Linked DNA regions of Mus musculus: all the other regions are linked to region 4. A link is a contact called in public HiChIP or PLAC-seq and promoter capture Hi-C data. All regions are on one chromosome and are shown on one strand. The core of a region is the stretch at or near the end of the contact, and the rest is flanking DNA. Distances in the headings are between cores, read along the strand shown. Region 1 holds the start of Magt1 (magnesium transporter 1). Region 2 holds the start of Taf9b (TATA-box binding protein associated factor 9B). Region 3 holds the start of Pgk1 (phosphoglycerate kinase 1). Region 4 holds the start of Itm2a (integral membrane protein 2A).

Evidence for each region. Promoter capture Hi-C pulls out the DNA fragments that hold promoters and counts their contacts. HiChIP or PLAC-seq counts read pairs in DNA pulled down with a chosen protein or histone mark.
Region 1: a contact with region 4 is called in a promoter capture Hi-C map of pre-B cells. The contact joins the promoter of Magt1 here to the promoter of Itm2a in region 4. A contact is called at or near these places in 2 of 39 promoter capture datasets (cranial neural crest and pre-B cells) and 1 of 9 other capture datasets (liver).
Region 2: an H3K4me3 HiChIP or PLAC-seq map of embryonic forebrain shows a contact between it and region 4, with 6 times the contacts expected there. The contact joins the promoter of Taf9b here to the promoter of Itm2a in region 4. A contact is called at or near these places in 1 of 39 promoter capture datasets (the C10 cell line), 1 of 115 datasets of contacts at active chromatin or transcription factors (embryonic forebrain) and 1 of 9 other capture datasets (embryonic stem cells).
Region 3: a contact with region 4 is called in a promoter capture Hi-C map of pre-B cells. The contact joins the promoter of Pgk1 here to the promoter of Itm2a in region 4. A contact is called at or near these places in 3 of 39 promoter capture datasets (the C10 cell line, cranial neural crest and pre-B cells).

The regions. Positions count from the first base shown.
Region 1 is chrX:106,010,312-106,015,260 of GRCm38.p6, forward strand. It overlaps Magt1 (magnesium transporter 1), which reads right to left and starts at 1,491. Exons shown (of 10, transcript NM_001190409.2): 1 at 1,351-1,491. The coding sequence starts at 1,452.
Region 2 is chrX:106,215,728-106,221,106 of GRCm38.p6, forward strand. Taf9b (TATA-box binding protein associated factor 9B) reads right to left here and starts at 4,115. Exons shown (of 7, transcript NM_001001176.2): 1 at 3,852-4,115; 2 at 3,169-3,250; 3 at 2,583-2,719; 4 at 2,370-2,504; 5 at 400-469. The coding sequence starts at 3,902.
Region 3 is chrX:106,185,067-106,190,447 of GRCm38.p6, forward strand. Pgk1 (phosphoglycerate kinase 1) reads left to right here and starts at 2,034. Exons shown (of 11, transcript NM_008828.3): 1 at 2,034-2,249. The coding sequence starts at 2,185.
Region 4 is chrX:107,402,109-107,407,519 of GRCm38.p6, forward strand. Itm2a (integral membrane protein 2A) reads right to left here and starts at 1,252. Exons shown (of 6, transcript NM_008409.2): 1 at 998-1,252. The coding sequence starts at 1,108.

The DNA.
Region 1 (4,949 bases), core at 241-2,740, 1.4 Mb before region 4:
ATGCAGCAAACACTCCAAAACAGAAAGGCTCTATCAATTTCTTCACCCAGCCAAAAGGCTGCTCACTGGATTATATCTTTAATATTTGTACATTTTTATTTTCCTCTTTGCCAACTTCCCTAATATAATGTTTTCCTTTGCTAGCTCTTCAGTGTTATTGTTTTCAAATAGGGTCTCGTGTAGCCCAGGCTAGCTCTAATTCACTTATTGGCCAAGGATGACCTTGAATTCCTGAACCTCTTTCACTACAGTGTTCTGAATACAGGCATGCCCACCATATGAGGCTTTGCTTAGTTTTTAATCTTATGAAATAATTCAAATACTCAGATAGATACAGAAATTAGTTTATTTATATAACTTAATAGCTGCAATGTTTAACTGGTATTTCAAAAATGTCCTTATAGGTTTTGTGTACTAAAGAATGCACTGGAAATGGCATTAGAGTTAATGGCTTTAGTCTACTTTAAATACAGTAATTAACTGTGTAAAACTAGGGCTGCTCTTCCTTATAAAATTAGAGGGTATAAATAATTATCACCAGTTTTTTAAAGCTCTATGAGTATATGGTTCTAAGTCACAAATGTTCAGAAACACGGGGCTAAAATCCATATGTTCAGACTGCTAAACATCAAGCTAAAAAAAAAAAAAAAAAAAAAAAAAAAGCTGGGCCGTCCCAGCTCACACCTGTAACCTCAGCACTTGAAAGGCAAAGGATTGTCATGAGGTCAAGGCCAGAATGGGCTATAGGGGGGAGAATGCTTCAAATGAAACAGAACAAAAAAATAAACAGAAAGGAATACGAATATTGTATGTTTTCTACATCTCAAAGACTGCCTGTTCCATAAATTGGGGGGGGGGGGCTTAGTTTGCTCTTTCGTGATTGGTGTCCGTCACCAAATACAGACGTTTTACACATTCTGAACGCTTGAACACGGGCATGAAACTGGCATCATCTCACTCATCTAATTTTTCCACTCCTGGGTTGACATGACAGACACATGTCCGAGAGAGCTACATATGGTCGGCAGCAGAAGCTTGCATTATTATATCCTCTGGGTAGCAAAACGAGCTCCTCAGCCCAACACCCAAAGCGGTCCAAACTCCAGGAGTGTCACTACTTGTAGCTGCACGTTCCCCAGCTGCTGGAAGCGAGGTGGTCACCTACTCCAGCCTGCTTTTGAATGTGAAACCCTACAATACAAGAAGTTGCAGCTCCCGCTTTTGTGAAGCCAACTTCCTCCCAACCGCGGACTCCAAGTCACGCCCAGCACAGATCCCTGGGAAGGGGCGAGCGGACCCTTTCTAGCCCCAAGTCGAGAAAGTCCCTGCCGCTGGCAGGCGCCGCCTCACCTCCTTCTTTCTTTGGGCAGAGGCCGAAGGAACCTTGGAAACGAGCAGCAGTGCCACCGCTGCGATCGCACACACAGACCAGAACCACCTTGGCGAGGCCATGTTCACGCTTCTCTCTTGGCGGCGGGGCGAAACTTTCTTCCAGCACGGTCCGAGGGTGGGGCGTGAGAACGGGCGAACCGAGCCCTTGCCGCTCCCCATTGGCTCGGCTCAGCCCTGCCGCTCGACCCCTCACGTGACCTCACGCTCAGCAGACGCCCGCTTTTAAAAAAAAAAAAAAAGTTCTTTTCCGATTGGTTCCCGGGAGCCAATCGGAAAAGGATAATCTGGAGGTTTCTTATTGGTCCGCTGAAAAGGCTGCACCCTTTTCCTACGTGTAAAGACATCGCGCTCAGCGAACTTTTAGTACACATGCGCAGGTTTGAAATGGCGCTGAGGTTTTTTTTTGTTGGTTTTTTTTTTTTTTGAGGCACAAAATGGCTTGTACGTTTAAAAATGGAATCATCATCTAGAAAGCGTTCCTTCCTTTAGAACTGTTTGATTTTGAGCTGGCCTAAGTAACAAAAGCCTCTAATCCACGCATTTTGAATGTGAAAGCAAGAGCATCAATTGTTCAAGGTCATCTTTGGCTCCATTGTCCGGATCCCAGGCCACCTGATTAATGTAAGATTGTCTCAAACATAAAGGAGCCCTCGTGATTTCTCCCAGCCAAACTCCCAGGTTTGGGAGGTGGAAGTGGAGGCAGGACGATTAGGAATTCAACAATTCAAGGAACCTTCAGAGTTCCATTCTAGCCAAGTCCAAGGGAACTACGTGGTCTAAAGCAGAAGCTTGCATTATACCCTCTGGTAAGCAAAATTAATTTCTCAGCCCAAACCTCAGCGCTGACAACACCCAAAACATCCAAATATCTTACATCAAAAGTGGTTTTGTTTTGTTTTGTTGAAATTTGCTCCTTTAGTATAATACTCTGGGACAGGTGCTGGAGAAATGTCTCAAGGGTTGAGAACATTTAACTGTTTTTGGGAGAAGACCCTCCCGGGACCGGCATGGTGGGTAACAGCCTAGTAGTCCCAGGAGATCTGATGCACTCTTCTGATCTTTACAGAGACCAGGCACACACCCATTGCATGTACATTCACGCTGCCACCCCCCCACACCAATCTTTTTTTCAAGCACATACTATTCTTGAAGATGGCTTAAGTACTGTTCCTATGACTGCAACTCCTGATGAAGTTGCTTTGGTCAGGGTGTTATAACATGGCAACAGTAACCCTAAGACATTGGGGAAATATAGATCAGTTGATAGGACATTTAACTGTTATTTGTAAACACATAGGTTTAATCCTCAATATTTCCTCAGTATACACACAAGCGCGTGCACACACACACACACATTATAATTTGGATTTATTTATTTATTTATTTTGCAGCACAGGGCACAGTAAAGGATTGAGTAAAGGACCCCACACAAGCTGGGCAAGCATTTTATCACAACTACATCCAAAGCCCAAGGTGCATTTATTTTGAATGTGTGGAACATACTATGTGATTATTCTTTTAGGTCCTGCTAGAAAGCAAAAACCCCACAGAATTATAATAATTCCACTATTTGGAGAGTTAAGGAGATGATTGTTGAAAGGAAAGTAACTGCTTTAAAAGAGGGACGGGCTGGAAAAATGGCTCAGTGGTTGAGAGCAGGCCCAAAAGATCCTGAGTTCAATTTCTGGCCACCACATGGTGGCTTATAGCCTTCTATAATGAGATCTGGTGCCCTCTTCTGGCCTGCAGGAATAATGCAGGCAGAATGCTGTATAAGTAATAAATAAATCTTTAAAAAAAAAGAAAGGAAAGTAATTGGTCTCCACATAAAGAGATATGAAATAAAATGAGCCTGGCGGTGCATACCTGTAATCTCAGTATTCAGGAGATAGAGGCAGGAGGATATCAGGGATTAATGCCAGTCTAGGCTGCATAGGGAGTTCCTCCTTGAGCTACAAGAGACCCTGTCTCAAACAAAACAAAGCAAAACAAGACAAAACAAAACAAAATAAACAAAAAGACAGATGAGAAGAGAGCAGAAGAGAGACAGACAGAGAGAGACACACAGAGAAAGCAATAGCCACATGTGGTGGCATACTCCTGTAATCCCTGCACTTGGGAGACTAGAGTGGGAAAATCCCAACTTTGAGGCCCACATAGGTTACATGGCGAGTCCCTGTTTCAAAGGAGAGGAGAAAGTAGGATATGAAAAAATTAAGCTGGGCCTCATAGGTCAGTTTAACTCCTACTTGGGAAGCTGGGGTAGGAGGATTACAAGTTCAATGCCTGTCTCTCTACTTTAGAGTGAGTTAACGGCCCATATGAGCCACTTGGTGTGAGCTTACCTCAAAATTTAAAAAGAAAAATTTTTAAATGGTTAAATTATTAGGTATGTCAGCTCACACCTATCATCTTGGGAAACTGAAGCAGGCAGCTTGCCAGGAGATTGAGGCCAGGAGTGGCTCCATAGTAAATTCCAAGCTAGCCTCTACTACAGGATGAAATCTAGTCTCCAAGAAACAAACACAAAAATAACAAACAAGGGGCTGGAGAGATGACTCAGCAGTTAAGAACACTGACTGCTCTTCCAGAGGTCCTGAGTTCAAGTCCCAGCAACCACATGGTGGCTCACAACCATCTGTAATGGGGATCTGATGCCCTCTTCCCGTGTGTCTGAAGACAGCTACAGTGTATTTACATATAATAAATAAATAAATCTTAAAAAATAAACAAGCATACCAAATAAGCATGGTGGTTTGAGTATCTCTGTTTTATGCTCACTCAGGTTGCTTTAGGCATATGAACTGCAGTGGTCATACAGACACAGTGTGGTAAAGAATTACCAATGGATACAAAACATAGTGGATAGAAGCTTATGCAGAATAGGATAGTCATTATGCATTGGAGTTACCTTTTTTTTTTTTTTTTTGCACACATCCCTCCTTTCCACTCAAGATACTTTTTTTTTTTAATTACAAAGGGAAAGCGGTGACTTTAAAGTGTAGAAATCTGGTATGCAGTGCTTGGATTAAATGATTAAGTTCATACTATTACTGAATGGGACATGCTAAGATCCTATACCTTTTGATAGGATGCTCTAAAAAGCAGAGTTTGATTTGTACATTATTTATCTAATCATGACACTAGAGAAGCTAAGGCAAAAGAATTGCAAATTCTAGGCCAGTCTGGGCTACATAGTAAGTTCTAGCCAGTCTGGGTTACATAGGGAGACCTGGCTTACACAGAGTTTCTTTTTTTTTTTTTTTTTTTTTATTTATTATTTATTATATGTAAGTACACTGTAGCTGTCTTCAGACACACCAGAAGAGGGCATCAGATCTCATTAAGGATGGTTGTGAGCCACCATGTGGTTGCTGGGATTTGAACTCTGGACCTTTGGAAGAGCAGTCGGGTGCTCTTACCCACTGAGCCATCTCACCAGCCCTACACAGAGTTTCTTAAGAAGATACATATATAGTATTCTTGCCAGATGCACATGAACTGGAATCCTTAGGGGAAAAAGGTCAATTGATCTCCCAGCACTTGGGAGGCAAAGG
Region 2 (5,379 bases), core at 2,865-5,364, 1.2 Mb before region 4:
TGTTGAACTTTTCGTATATTCCAAACTTCTCTGAACCTGTACCCACTTTATTGAGACATTTGTTTAAGTTCTATTATAAGTAGGTAGCTGGCATGGGTGTGTTTGGAGACCTGAACATAGAAGGTGGAAACAGCTAAGAATAAAGAGTTTCTGGAATCACAGTTTATATGAACAATGGATGGGACAATGTAATTTGGCATCAGTGTCAGTTTTTGTGTTTTTTTTTCTCCACTGAATGATTAAAACTCATGTTCATATTTTTACCAGAAGATGAATAAAATTTATCAGTGGTAACATATTGGAGTTTATGACTCCCATTTTGACTTGGGTTATGGTTCAAAAGCAAATGCTGAGAGGCTGTTTTTCCTGTTCAGAAAGGCCATTTCCCCCTTTACTTACCTACAGGAGGAGTAGTTGGTCTACTACTGACCGCACTTAATCTAGGCACTAGTCTTCCTTGGTTAGGTCCCTAGGGGATTTAAAAACACATTAGTTTTCATGGTAAGATTTGATACCTAAACATGATGAAGAGTGAAAGTGTAACTGCTGATGTGGGTTATTATTGGATGATCCAATGCAACAATATTTGCTTTTATTGTGTTTTTCTTTTTGTCATGTTACTGAGGAGTGACTGAACTCTTCTGTTTTAAAACCAATTATTGGGAGTTTTTACATCCGTCCATATATCTGTACATACAACACTATCATTCACACACACACACACACACACGTATATGTGTGTGTGTGTCTGTGTGTATATATATATATATATATATATATATATATATATATATATATATATATATATGTTTTTCGAGACAGGGTTTCTCTGTGTAGCCCTGACTGTCCTGGAACTCAGTCTGTAGACCAGGCTGGCCTCGAACTCAGAAATCCACCTGCCTCCACCTCCCAAGTGCTGGGATTAAAGGCATGCGCCACCGCTGCCCGGCTCAGTTCTGTATATTTAAGGTAGATAAATGCTCACTTGTATTATAATATTGGATTTTAAATAGTCAGTGTCTTTTTTTTAATTAGGTATTTTCTTCATTTACATTTCCCATGCTATCCCAAAAGTCCCCCAAACCCTCCCACCTCACTCCCCTACCCACCCACTCCCACTTCTTGGTCCTGGCGTTCCCCTATACTGAGGCATATAAAGTTTGCAAGACCAATGGGCCTCTCTTTCCACTGATGGCCGAAATACTCAGTGTCTTAATTCTGCCTAAAATAAAACTGTCTTATAGCAGAGTTTCAGAAAACAAGGGTGGCCCAATAAAGAGAGTTCTCTTTTCAGTGCTCAGAGAGCCTTAGGTCATATGTCTGAAAAAAAGTCTAGATATGAATGACATACCATTCACCTCACTATTGGATGTCACACACAAAAAGCTATGGCAAAGTGGAAAGTTTGTGAGCTACCAGATCTGGGAGTCAGTCCTAGCTTTGTCCCTGACTCCAATGCAAAAAATTCCCACTGGGTTAGATGAAATAATAAAATTCTTCTAGCTCTGAAAAAAAAATTCCAAGAATTATTTTAACCTTTACTGTGCCATCTACAGGAATTTGGCTTTCTGTAAGTTTACCTATTACTTCCACTCTTTAAAAAAACCTAAGATGAGCCAGGCATGGTGGCTCACGCCTTTAATCCCAGCACTCGGGAGGCAGAGCCAGGCAGATTTCTGCGTTCGAGGCCAGCCTGGTCTACAAAGTGAGTTCCAGGACATCCAGGGCTATAGAGAAACCCTGTCTCAAAAAACCACACAAAAAAAAAAAAAAATCCTAAGATGGAGGGATCCAAAGGGGATAGGGACTCCATATGACAGACAGAGTCAACTAACCTGGACCCGTGGAGGCCCCCAGAGACTGAACCGCCAAAGTGCTAGGATGGGCTAGACCCCTTCCCCTCACATGTGTAGCAGATGTGCAGCACAGCACAGCTTCATTTGAGTCTCCGAACAATTGGAGTGGGGACTGTCCCTGAATCTGTTGCCTGCCTGTGGATTCTCTTCCCCTAGCTGTGCCACCTTGTCTGGCATCAGTGGGAGACTTGTAGTCACTCCTGTAGTGACTTGATGTGCCAGGGTAGGAGGGTACCCAGGGGATTCTCTCTTCTCAGAGGGGAAGGGAGGATGTGGGGAGTAGAAGCTGTGTGAGGGGGGACTGGGAGGAGGGGGGCTTGGATCCCGATATAAAGTGAGTAAATAAATTAATGAAAAAAACCCCATAAGCTAACTAAAACTCCCCTGTCCTCCGTTTTGACATAAGCAATTCATGTAGCCTAAGACAGCTTTGAACCCCTAATCCTCCTGCCTTAGCACCCCTACTGTTGGAATTATAGGCACTAGTTACTACACCTGTCCAGAAAACCTTACCTTTTTAACTAAGGACTTCAGCCTATAGTTTGGAGCTGTTAAGCAGTATCTATCAGGTGGCAGTCTGGGTCCTGCATATGGCTTAATCAGCGGCAAAGGGGTTTGATTCTTCTGCCTTGCAATATCTAGTAAAAACTAATAGAGAAAAATACTCATTAGAAATATACCTTTTAAAGTGTAAGTAAGAAAAACTGCAAATAAACGTTTGCTCACATCTCTTGGGGGAGGAGAGGTAAAGGACTGGTCAGCCCGACACTGGATGGCCAGTCTCACGTCATCGGCATCAACAGTGGGTTTCTTAGCATGACTCGAATAAATCTTTGCATCGTCCAGAATTGTAGTCACATATCCTTTAAGAGCAAAATAATTTTTTCTTAAACGAATGAAGAGATTTCAAGGCAGGATCTTAACTAGCCCATACCGGCCTCACTATATCGCCAAGGGATCCCTTGGAACTTCCGATCCTCTTGCCTCTCCTTCTCAAGGGCTAGATTACAGTATGCATAACCAAGACTAACCTAAAAGCACCTTACTATTTATGCTCCCTGGTTTTTAAAGGTTCCGCTAATTTCTGGAACCTTTATGAATTTTGGTTTTAATCGCTAATTGTCCTATTCGCATACTTTACTTATGCGGACATGCCATATCTAAATACTACAACCCCTTAACTTGCGCTCCTTTTTAGTGCTTTACTCATCTCTAGATTAGTAACAACTGCTTTTGGTTTAAAGTGTTATAGCAAACGAGCTTCTCTAATTCATGAGGTCAGGTTTTGGGTGTATTCACTTATTTAACTTACGGAAAGCAAATTCCAACATTTGATTTATAACCCTTGGCTCATACTCTGTGATTCCCATATCCTTCAGGATCTGTGCCATCACCTGTGGATTCAAAGAAAGACAAAATGCCAGACGGAATGCGCGATGTTAAGTGAAAGAAATCAAGGCTGGATGGAAGGCATATTTTTATATGCAGCAAACCGTTCCTCCTTGTGCCTCTCCCAGTGTTTGCCTATCAGTGATCACACAAAATCAGGCATATGTTCTTGCTGAAAACTTTTAGCAAGGGTGGGAGCAAAGGCACAAGAATGGCCTTTACCGGCTTTCCAGGCAGAGGTAGGGGTGGGTCCAGCTGGCTGTCATTTTCGGATCTGTCAGCGAGGGAAGCTACTAGCATCAGAACCCATGTCGCAGTCAGGGAATCCTCGTGAAGCGAGGAGGCTGCGGACTTGTGGGTGGGGGTGGCCTCGGGCCAGCGAGACAAAGCCCCGCGGCAGCCCTTTGGAGGGGCTCCCCAGGAGCAAGGACGGAGCCCCAGGGACAGGGGGACTCCACTGCCCTTTCCCAGCCACGTCTACCGGCTGCAAACGGCGCGCGATCCCCGCCAGGCGCTCGGGCTCCCCCGGCAAGCGCTCGGGCTGGCCTGTCTCACAGGTCCCAATGCTACGGAGTGCGCCGGGCCCTGCTCCCCGCGCGCGCTTACCAAGGCATCTCTCGGAGCGTTCTTGATAGGCGCCATCTTGGCCGGCTCCATTTTCTCTTGCGGCTCCTCAACCTCGGAGATAGAGCTGCAGGCGGTTTCCACCTCGGTCTGGCTCCACCCCTGTGGGGGATGGAAGGCGGTCCTAGCACGCAGCTCCCCGGCCGGGGCTGCTTCCCAGCCGCCAGCCCCCACCTGTGTGGACTTGGCTACCCGGGGCCCATGCAGGTTCGGAGGTGGAGAGGTGCGGAGGAAGTCGCCCTAGCGATGCTCAGCGACTCTGCGCCATGCAGCGCCAGCTCCCCTCCGACCATCCTCACTCCCACTTAATGCCCACTGGTCCTCGGAGTTTCCTGGAATTCCCTCAGAGGCCCTTCCTCCACTCGGCCGCTGGGTGAACATGGTTCTGGCAAACGCGACAGCCCGTTCCATTTGAATATCACATTAACAACGAATGTGTATCACCACCTCGGCACACAGGCCATGTTGATACTGCAAAATTAGTTGCTCCTTAGCTGACATCCAAATTTAAGTGGGCATTAGGAAATCTTTTTCAAATCTGGGAACCCTACCCAATAGACCAGAGGTTTTCGACCTGCGGGTTGCGACTCCTTCGGGGTCGAACCACCCTTGCACTGGGGTCGCATACGCTGTTTACATTACAACTCATAACAGCAAGAAAATTACAATGATAAAGTAGGAACAAAAATACTTTTATGGTTGGGGGCTCACCACAAGCTGAGGAACTGCATGAAAGCATCTCGAAGGGGGAAAGCCACTGCAGTAGATCCGGTTCTTCACACGTGGGGATTTGGTCTAGCCTACAAAAGCACCGGCTTCCCTACGTCCTCACGGTCTGAGGGGCTCCAGCCTCTAGGGTGGAAACTGGACTCTTTTTTGTCTCCCAGATTGCCCACTCCCATATATATATATATATTTTCAGAATAGGGACCGGCTAAGAGAGGTTTCGAGCGGTTAAACGCTCTTCCGGCATGACAAGTCTGATGACCTCTGAATTCCACAAATGCCCCTGGGCGTGAGTACCCCGAGGTTCACGAGGTTCACGCCATGGCTTCTACTTCCCCTACCCTTAGAATTACGAAGTTAACAGTCTCTGGTTTAAAACGAGTCCGAGAATCCCGTTCCTACGTTTCTCAACAGCCCTGTTCTCTTCCGCCTTCGAAAAGGTTGCCAGGACACCTGGATCAGACACAACCAGGCCCATTAATTAGCGACAAGTCCTATCAGGGTAACTTCACAAAATTACATCCCATCTCGTTGGTACCTAGCTCTAGAGCGTTGATAGTAGCATCTTTCCGCCGACCGCTTACGAAGATTAGAGAATTAGGCCTACCAAATGAGGCCCTTTCACGTCCTCACAACTGAATGGGCCTCGTAGTTATAACAAAGACTGTTTTACTTAAAATTCTCCAGGAGTACCTCTCACAGATTTAACATTTCGGGGCTTAGCGAACCCTTCAGTTTAGGTAGGGCAGTTTACCTCATCCGAGGACGACTCCTCCTCGACAAT
Region 3 (5,381 bases), core at 784-3,283, 1.2 Mb before region 4:
ATGCCCGGCTATAAAGTTCTTATGCAGAGTAGTGAGTCATGTATATTCAGCCCTCACCAGTGCCTGGCAAACAGCAAGTGCTTAATAACTGGGAAGAATCATTAAGTTAGGGAGTCACACTCTATGTTTGCATAGTTTCCCCTTTGACAGTCAATATTGTAGTTCTACCTTATCTAAGGACAGTTTGACTCATTACAATGATAACTGAGCCAGAATGGAATGCTACTAAATGGTAGGAAGTCCAGAGAATCATTTGGAAATAACTTCCAGGAGTTGTTTCCCAGTAAGGTTGAAAAGGAAGAAAAGTTGGAAAGGATTGGCAAAAACAAATGTTTATCTTAAACACAGACATACATGCAGGCAAAAAACCCCACACGCAAGGATAAACACAAATTAAAAGGTAGTTATATGTAGAGATCTGTAGCTGGCATTAGGGCATTCAGTTCAGTATTGCTGGCACTACGGAGTCTCCTTCAGAACCTGGGCAGGTAGGATGCTTTCATGCGCCCAGAGACCTTGCCATCCACCGTGGAAAAGAATCTCACCAGGATTCAGAGTGGAGAGTTAGCTTGTTAATAAAACAGAAAGACAAAATGTAGGGTCAGTGAGATCAGTTAGCAGGGAAAGGTGCAGACCTCAAAATTTATGGCTTTTTTTTCGTGTGTGTGTGTGTGTGTGTGTGTGTGTGTGTGTGTGTGTGTGTACTTAAATATGTAAGGACAGCCTTCTCAGTCTGTGTAAAGTCGCTTGTATGTATCCGATTTCAGACTGCACTACTGCTATTGGATAACCATGGGGGCTCTCAGCATTCCTGCAGTCCTTTGTCTCTTCCATGTCACGTGGCTCCTGTTACCCAGTTCTTTTTCCGTCCTCTGTTCTCTTAAAACTGTTTCCCTTTCCTGGACCTGTCTCTCCTCTCCATGTATATGCTTATATAAAAAGCTGCATAGGATAGAAAACACATGGTATTGTCTTTCTGAGTTACTTCACATAATATAGTAACTTCCAGAGGTGCTTTGGCCAGTCACTCCTGGATATCTGCCAGTGAGAGAGGTGGAAAGAAAAAACCAGGAGAGTGAACAAGGGCTTCCATTTCTCATGTGCCCTTCAATTTCCTAACTAGTTGTCCTGTCTCAGACCGTCAGGCAAGCACTTTACCACTGAGCACCGTCCTTAGCCCAAATGAGTGTCAGTAGAGATTTAAAGTTTTGTTTTTGTTTTTAAACAGTGCTGGAGATTGGATCCACGGCCTCTGGCCCGCATTTTACCACTGAGCTACACTCCCAAAGCAGTCGAAATCACAGTGGCCCAGGATTGAAATGATCACTTAGATGCTTTGCAGTCTTGATAAGACACTAAATCTTTGTCTATCAGTTACTTCATCTTTAATAACAGAACGTACTTAGGAATTTTATGAGCATTGTTAGTTAGCATGACACATGCTATATGTATTCGTCATTATGAATAATGTAACCACAGCAATTACATTGTACTTTTTATTATAAAAGGGGGGAGGGGAAGGCCTGGTCCTTTTTTAACTTCTGAGAGGTTTCGATTACTAAGTAAGACCTTATGTAGACTTCCATTTGGGAGCTGAGAAAGCAGAGGATTCCAAAAGGGGATGACATTTGCAAAGGTCTAGAAAAGGCGCCTGGGAATTCTACCGGGTAGGGGAGGCGCTTTTCCCAAGGCAGTCTGGAGCATGCGCTTTAGCAGCCCCGCTGGGCACTTGGCGCTACACAAGTGGCCTCTGGCCTCGCACACATTCCACATCCACCGGTAGGCGCCAACCGGCTCCGTTCTTTGGTGGCCCCTTCGCGCCACCTTCTACTCCTCCCCTAGTCAGGAAGTTCCCCCCCGCCCCGCAGCTCGCGTCGTGCAGGACGTGACAAATGGAAGTAGCACGTCTCACTAGTCTCGTGCAGATGGACAGCACCGCTGAGCAATGGAAGCGGGTAGGCCTTTGGGGCAGCGGCCAATAGCAGCTTTGCTCCTTCGCTTTCTGGGCTCAGAGGCTGGGAAGGGGTGGGTCCGGGGGCGGGCTCAGGGGCGGGCTCAGGGGCGGGGCGGGCGCCCGAAGGTCCTCCGGAGGCCCGGCATTCTGCACGCTTCAAAAGCGCACGTCTGCCGCGCTGTTCTCCTCTTCCTCATCTCCGGGCCTTTCGACCTCACGGTGTTGCCAAAATGTCGCTTTCCAACAAGCTGACTTTGGACAAGCTGGACGTGAAGGGGAAGCGGGTCGTGATGAGGTAATTCCGTACTGCTGCCCTCAAGCCCTCGGGGCCACATTCTCTCTGGCCGTGGCAAGCACGGTTTTCCCATCACCTTAAGTTGCACTTATTTTTCAGCTGGGTCTTGGGGGTCCTGGGTTTGGAGGTTAAGGCTGTTCCTCTCACCTCATTGGGGCGGAGACTGTGTCTGAGTTTGCTTTTCTGCGTCCTAACTGCTTCTAGCTTAAAAAGCGACCAAATGTGTCCTTTAGGGAGTTGATCCCACTGATAAAGGGCTCAGATTCTCAGGACTCAATCTTTTTCCCATTTCTGAAGTGCAGTTTCATCTCTTGTAGCGAGAATGGACGTAGTACTTATCCTGCAAATCTCTAGGCCCCTGCTGAGGGACCTTGAAAGGTCATTTAGCTAGTTTCCCTTCCCCCAAGATTCTTGGACCATCCGTGACGAATCCGAAACCGCCCACGTTTCATTGGTCCTGGTACAAATGATTTCTTTCCCAAAAGATGTTGCTCAAAGTCCTCTCGAGTGGAGGTCCCTCTCCCCAAAGAATTGTGGGTGGGAGGGTGAGGCCCACTGGATGAAGCTCTGTATGGCTTATATAACAGGCCTCTGCTGCCCTACCTTGCGGTTGGACTCCTGGCCCTGGGGTTTGCATCAGGATTGTGACACATGCAGGGTGTGGCCGCCGGGAGTTGGAGGCCTGTAACCTCACTCGAGAGGTGGCTAGAGAAGCAGGATGTCAGAACTGAGGAAGGCTCCCACGCACGTGGCACATGTGGGTCCCAGGTCACTGACTTAACTTGGCTTCTCCCTTACCTGAAAGAATTACTAGGGTGTATGCGTCTTCTCCTTTTTGCCTTTCATAATGTATACTTTTTTTTTTTTGCCAGGAGTCAAGGATGATGGTTAGATACATAACTGATGGGCCTGGTTGTTCATGTAACAACTATAGGACCCAAGGATGGGAATTTTTAAGGGCCATTGATGGTCGCAGTGACTGACTACTCTGCCTGCTTGACCTTCTTTGGAAGTGGATGACTGATTGGCAGTAATCCTGGTCCCTTTGAAGATTTGGGCCAGTTCAAGTGAGGGCATCCTTTAGATACTAACACATGTAAGGGAACAGAGGTTCTCTGGCTTCTGTACAGGCACTTATTTTATCGTAGCCAATATTGGTAGGTGGCCTTCTCTTCCTGGGCTGATATCCAGAACCAACCCACTGTATTATGTTCATGCAAAACACTTAATGTTACCCCAAATGGGATAGAATAATCAGGATGGAGCAGAAATCCCAGCCACCCTAATCATAGATAAAGGGCAGGTTCTAGCTAACTTTTCATTCTGTTCTAAGGACAAAAGATTCATCCTGTGAGGGAGACAGGCACTACTGGCTTGAGGCTGACCTTTTCAGATGCATGCAGCTGCTCAAAGACAAGACAGTGGGCCATTGTGCTGGTCACTTTTGTGGGATGGCAGTTTGGGATTTTATGCTATTTTCTACAGAGAAACTATCTTAAAGGAATTAACTCCGGTTGAGGGTGAGACAGGAGGCAACAGTTCTCTTTTGCCCCAAATCAAGCTTCATTTAACCCAGGTTAACCTTTAAGCCTGGAAAAGACTGGCTGGCCTCCTTTGGCTGATGGAAAAGGGCGCTGTGAAGGTTATTGAGGTCTAGAGAATGTAGCAGAGGCAGGACTAGGATTTGGGTCTCTTTAGCTCCTTGAGCCTGACTCAGGAACAGGTTGGGATAGACTTTATCTGTCGAGTTTGCAGTCCTGTATAATATGGATACATTGTACTTGGTTGGTATTTAGGCCACAGTGGTGAAGTTGCTTGGTTTCCAGATTAATGCATCTTGCATGGGGAGTTGCCTTGTAGGCTTCTGTGAGGAGTCTAGGCAGCCATGCCTGGGTGAGCTCAATACCTTTTTTGTTTCAGTGCCTTTTGTGGTAGTTGCTGGCAGTGCTTCAGAAATGGGGCCTCCTGCATCCTGGGCCCGTTCACTCACCTCCTTTCTGCCCTGTAGAAGGGTGCTCTTGTTTTCTGACTAGTCCCTTGCTTTAAGTTGGCAAGGGAAGTTGATTTGTTGTTGGTAACTTTTATTAGTTTTCATTGTGTTGGGGAATCTAACACTAGCCACCTTGTGCCTGAGCACCCTACCACTGAGTCACCCCAGTTCCTTTTGGAGAAACTTTAAAATAAGCCAGAAACACCAACAGGTTCCGCCTCACTCTAGTTGATTTTACAAGGCTCTGTGAGTACATTTCCTGCTGATTTTTGTCATGTCATTTCCTTTTCACCCATAGGTCCCTAGTCATCCTTTGCTTGCTGGCACTTCTCTTTCTTGTACGTTTTCTTCCCTCAACCTCACTGGTTTTCTTTTGGGACTTTCGAAGCAACAGCTCTGGTGGGAAGAGGAAAACGGAGAGCAGACACCATCGTACTAGCAGACTTTAGCAATCAGTCCACAAGGCAGTGGTGGGCATGGTTCCTTCCCATAGTTTTAGTAGAACAGGGCCTGGAATCTCGAGATTTCAACAAAGACGTGATATTCTAATTTAATGTTCTCTATATAAAGTTTTTGTTTTGTTTCTTTGCTTTGTGTTTTTGAAGTCCTGGAACTCACCAAGTTGGCCTGGAACTCTTGCCTCTGCCTCCTGCGGGGTGTGCTGTAGCCACCACCATTCTGCTTTGAAAAAGTTTTATTTTGGAGTAATTATGGAGTTGTAAAAGATTGCAAAGACTGCACAGAAACTCAGTTTTTCCCAGTATATACGTATTTAGATGTATGTATGCTCAGTATATATGTATATATGTGTGTGTGTATACACCACGTTCCCCACCCCCAAGTGAACAAGTGATTTGTGTAAGGAACGTTGTTCCTGCTTTGGAGTCTTCAGGAGAGAAGCTAAAGGCCGAGTTGTAAGTCTAGGAGAGAGTGAAGGTCAAAGGCAATCAAGAGGTCAGTGAGAACTAATCCAGTTTTCATCGGTAAGCTGATGTCATCACAGCTTGGATAGAAGCCACAGATGGTTGGATATTTTAGCCCAAAGGCATTCATTCCTTCTTGTAAGGTTCTGGGTGCAGGAAGCAGCACTATCCACCCTGTGCAGTTAACCCTTTTGTCTATTATCTTCTCTAGGAGGCTGC
Region 4 (5,411 bases), core at 2-2,501:
ATCCAGTCTGAACCTAGAAGAGAAAACTCTCTAAAGACACCAGGACAAGTTAAGGCAGATCGAGCTCCAGTACTGCAGATTCCACAGAAGTAGAAGAAAATATTATCACTTTTTCAAACTAAGATTTAACTGAGGAAAAAGAGTTTATCGACACTACAAACATGGTTGGCATTAAAAGGAAATATAAATTTGTCTAGATGAACAACCTAGGAAGAGAGAACTTCTCCAGTGCCTGGAAAATGAATTGTTTAAATAGCAACATGGATATGCTTCACATGGCTATATGAGGGATATTGCTAAAAAAATAATAAAAAGTAAAAAATAATAACAACCAAAACAATAAGATCTCAAATTTTATTTTTAAACGTGATTTATCAAGAATTAAAACCAATATATGTTTTAATAGCTCCATTATCTAACCCTTAACACTAACTAAAATTGTGTGTGTGGGGGGGTGGTGTGCGCGCGCGCGTGCACAGACACACACGCGCGCGCGCGCGCGCTCATGCGCGTGCAGAAACACACTTTCCCCAGAACATACAGTTTGGAGTTCAGGCTGCCCCTTGCCTCCATTCAACCGCCACAAAAGCAGTCCTACAAAGACAGAGATTCATATAACTTTACCCATGTCAAAAATAAAGAACAGTTAAGTCTCTTGCCCTTGTTCACTCCGTGTGGCTGCTCGGCCCCTGTAGCTATAATTGCTTCTCTGGATAATTCCATAACCCATTTCTCAGAACAAATGACATGCAGGAATTTCTTCAAACTCCTTCCAACAACTTCCCTGGGGTAGGTGGTGTTAAGCGATAGAATCGCATGGATGCAGAGGGAATAAGTTGAAGCAGAGTAAAAGGTGACCCACTCAACTCAATGCAGATTGGCCTGCCTGGAACTCCGCTGCAGGGCAGCCAACAGTTTACTCTCTGCACCTGCATATTCCCCCTTTTCTCTCCATCCCCAAACCCCAGAAGACAGAGGTGGGCCCAGTGGGAACTACCTTGCCAGTCAGGATTTGAGCTCGGACAGTGCGACTGACGAGCGCCTCTACATCTTGCCGCGCCTCCTCCTTTTGCACCGCCGTAGGGGTGTTGAAGGCGATCTTCACCATGGTGAATCTTCGGGCTGCGCGGTAAGGCGCGGCTCGAATCAGTATCTTGGGCTGCAGGTTGAAAGAGGAGAGGATCGCGCTTGCTTGAGCAGCACTTAGTGTCTCCTCTCCCAGTCTTCCACAGGCAGCAGCGAGCTCAGGTCTGGGCTTACTTATGACGCAGTCCCAGGCTGGGTGGGAGAGGGTGGGCGGGGCCAGGGAGGTGCTGAGGGAGGAGCGGGAGGGGGCCCGAGCTCTGCAGTGCAACCGAGTGGGGGTGGGTAGCTGCTTAGTTGGAAAGAGAGGGGAACTGGAGCTGATGGCCGGCTTAGGGTAGACATGCCTCACCTGCACCCCAGGCATGCTCCTACTGCCTTCTGCACCCTCAGATAAGAGCAAGGCAGGAAGGAAGCTTGCCTGTCGTGTCTTTCTGCTTCTGTCTGGACCACAATAGCCCCTGACTCTGTTTTCCCAAACTTGGGCCTGGCCCCCCGCGGGGCCAGGGACTGTAACTTGGAGCCAACCCAAGGTTTCTGAGTTCTGCAACCCACCCAGGCCAGAAAGCACAGTTCCCTGACTGTTCTACACCTTTAGACTATCTTCCGTTTAAAGAACACCCAGAAGTCAGTTTGTAGTTGCTTGTTTCATAGTCCAACATTGTTTTTCCTTTCATGCTTTTTGTTTTCTTTTATAATTTTATTTTTCCAACTTAAAGCAATGTTAGATGAGGAAGACGGGGCTTTTGTCTCCCTAACTCCTCATTTTGCAGACAGGACATGATAAGATCCAGAGAAGGGAGGGTAGAAAGCTCTTTCCTAATGAATCAGTGAAATAACCCAGATTTCTTTCTCCCTGATCGGGATAGCCAGAGTAAGGTCTCAGCCCAGAGCCTGTTTCTCTTCAGCCACCAGCTGTGTAACCAGCGGGGGGTGGGTAGGGGGAAGCAGGGGTGTGTGTACCTATGTGTTCAGGGATGTAGGGCATACACAATATAACCAGATGCTGGTGTGGCTCTCATAGGAAAACTATCTGACGGACTGGCTTACAAAGCATTGTGAAGATTTACATGGATATCCGTCTAGTAGAGTTAAAGTGTTTCTTCAGTCAGCTCTCTTAAACTGGTGACATAAAGAGCCTAACTAATGAAATTCAAGCTGTGGTGGCTGGTGATTTAGAGTTGGTGGTAGAGAGTTTATAAATAGTCTTGCTACATAAAACAGAATAGAGGTCTGTTGTATGAAGGGAGCAATACAAAACAAAGCCCCAACAAAACAAAACAAAACACCGTTTTACTAGAGAATTCCCCACCTACTCATCAACTTAACTGAACAGACTTGAATATGCTGAGTTGCTTCCCTTCTGTCCAAGAAATTCTAACTTGGAGTTTTTCCCATGGAGATTGTTTTGCCTCTAAAGCCCTCTCCTGTCTTGACTGTGGGGGCTTTGCAAAGACAGAGTTCATATTCTCTGATAGGTCACAGATGGGAAGGTGGATGGAGAGGAACAGTAAGGAGCTTGTGCCTTGCACAGGGTCAGGACCTTAGAAGCAGGATGTCAGAGTTTACTTAGAAATACTGGCATCTTTTGCTCTTTCACTTTTTACCTAAGTCTGACTATCATAATTCAACATTTGTCAGGCAATCCTTAGTTTTGGCATAGAAAACCTCAGTTTTCCCGGTATGTTTCTCTTTTCAGTTGCCCTCTGTTGGGATTCACCTTTATGACCACTTAGTTAGGATCTGTACTACACTGACCCACACCACCTGCATCACTGAATGCATACCTATTTCCACACACTTACCTACTAAATGCAAGCAGCTGATCAGATAACAAGATGCTATTTTCTGTCCTGAAATGCGGTAAGGCAGGAGGAGCAGGAATTTTTTTTTCCATTTGTTCAAAGAAGAGACCCAAACTCTGATAACTACCAAAGAGAACGTTTGGTCACTTGCTTGGTATGTAGCATTAGGTAAACTACCTGATCTCCTTAGGCACCATTTTTCCTCCTCTGAATTGTGCTGTTGGGAGATCATGTATGAGAATGCAGGAAGAAGTCCACATTGTATTATTCAGAAAAGTAAAAGAAAATGACATGGTTGGTTACCCTAGGACTTAATTTGAATCTGTAGCATATACATATTTCAAGCTTATAGAGCCTGTTTATGTATGAGTTCTTAAAAATCTTTCTGTTTCTATAACTTTTAAACAACCTCAGTGTCTAGATATAGGTCTTCCTGGACAAAGTTAAACTCCTAAGCATAGTCACTTTTATTTATATATAACTTCTTTTGAATGGTTTAACTGCCATCTTTTAATTATTAGTACTATGCTCCTTTTCAGAATGCCAGTCATACCTCCCAAAGAATCTTTGCTGCTGTTGGCAATATGTAATGCAGACATATTGTCATTTTGTCAGATGCCATTCTTACCTCCCCCCACCATTTATGTATCCCAGTCTCTGTCTCTCTCTGTCTCTCTCTGTCTCTGTCTCTCTCTGTCTCTCTCTGTCTCTCTGTCTCTCTCTCTCTGTGCATATGCACAAAAGCATGTAGGAAATTGTGCACATTTTGAAATAATATTTTAGCAATAACCTCCTATGTTAATAACTATTTGTCCATTTCAAGAAGTGGTTCCAGCATTTGTAAAATTTTCAAAAATATATGCTTAAAATGAAAGTCCAATGAACACATTTCTATCTACTAAAAAACATGTTTCACATTGACTAAGCTATTTTTTGAGTTGTTTCCTTCACAGAAGCAACTTCTTGTTTCTTAGCATCAATGTCTCAACTTTGTCTTTGGACACTGGAGGGGATCTGGCTGCCATGCTACATCTAGCTCACATTGTTAATCATGTCTGAATGCACACTATTCACGTTTATAAATGAGTTCCCTGTTCACACATGCCAAATGATGACTAAATTAACACGACTTGGGCTGAATGGAACATGACATGCAATTGGATGTTAAGTAACAATGTCAACTCTCTTTGAATCATCTTCTGAAGTTACTACACATCCAATCTACTATGCTGAAGTTATCAGAGGCATCTGTGATATAATTCCACTCATTATCACATTTGTTCTTTTATACATTGTTAACTGAGGATATAGTACATGCCCTGCACTGTGAATTATATTGCTAATATGAGAATGAGCAAAATAACTCTCTAAAATTGAGTGTGTTCTATGCTAAAGTCTTTAATGTTTTTTCCTTGTTCCTTACTATTTTGTGGAGGAAAGGTTGATGTGAGTTCATAGTTTCAAAGTATATTTTTACTACACAGTTTGCTATAAACATATATGCCGTGGGCCCTTCAGTGATTATGGCATATAAAGACATAGCAACTCTGTTAACTATTTAGGAAGACATAACAAATTAGTGGACTATTTCCACCTGCAGCCAATTCTTTTGTGACTGCACTAATCTTCAGCTTAAGGGTAGTGGTTTTATATCTATAACCCTAGGAAAATTAATTTAACAGGTTATGAGTTGAGAAAGCAATTAGGAGGCATTGTTATATATCCCAGATAAGAGACAGTTGAAATCTGACATACTGAAAGACTTTTTAAAGAGATTCAAGAGAAATTTCAAATAGCCAGTACTGGAACAAGTCATATTAAGGACAAAATAATAAGAAAAAAATAAAATAATTTTGCTTTTGTGTTTGAGTGATATAAAATTCACACAGTGCTGGCACCCTTGACAATAATAGAAAACATTTATTGAACTGACTAAAATTGTGTGTGTTCTCTGCTAAAGTCTTTAATGTTTTTTCCCTGTTCCTTACTATTTTGTGGAGGAAAGGTTGATTTGAGTTCATAGTTTCAAAAGTTGCAATCCATGGTTGGCTGATTTTCTTGTGTTTGAAGCAGAAAGTTATGGAAGCTGGGTGTGGTGGAACTAAACTGCTCATCTCCTGGTGGTTGCAAAGCAGAGCCAGAGATGGGCCTGTGACAAGATAAAGTCACTCAAGTGCCTAGTGTCCCACTTTATCCAATCAGGGCCTACCTTTTAAAGTGTCTACCATCTCCTAATAAGGTCATCAATTTATGAGTCCATCAGTGCATTGACTCTTTGATTAGCCCTTATGATCCAGTCACCTCTCAGTGATAGGATTCACTGGGGACTCGATTGGCAACATGTGAGCCTACTGAGGGGACACAACAACTTCCATTTCACTGATAAGAAAACAAGTTCTTGAGAGTTAAGTAACTTGCTCAAAATCAAATTCTAACTCAGGTGGTCTGATTCCAATCACAATGCTTTTTTCCCACTTAAAAAAAAATAGAAAATCAGTTGAAGAAAATCAAGAAAGGAGCTGG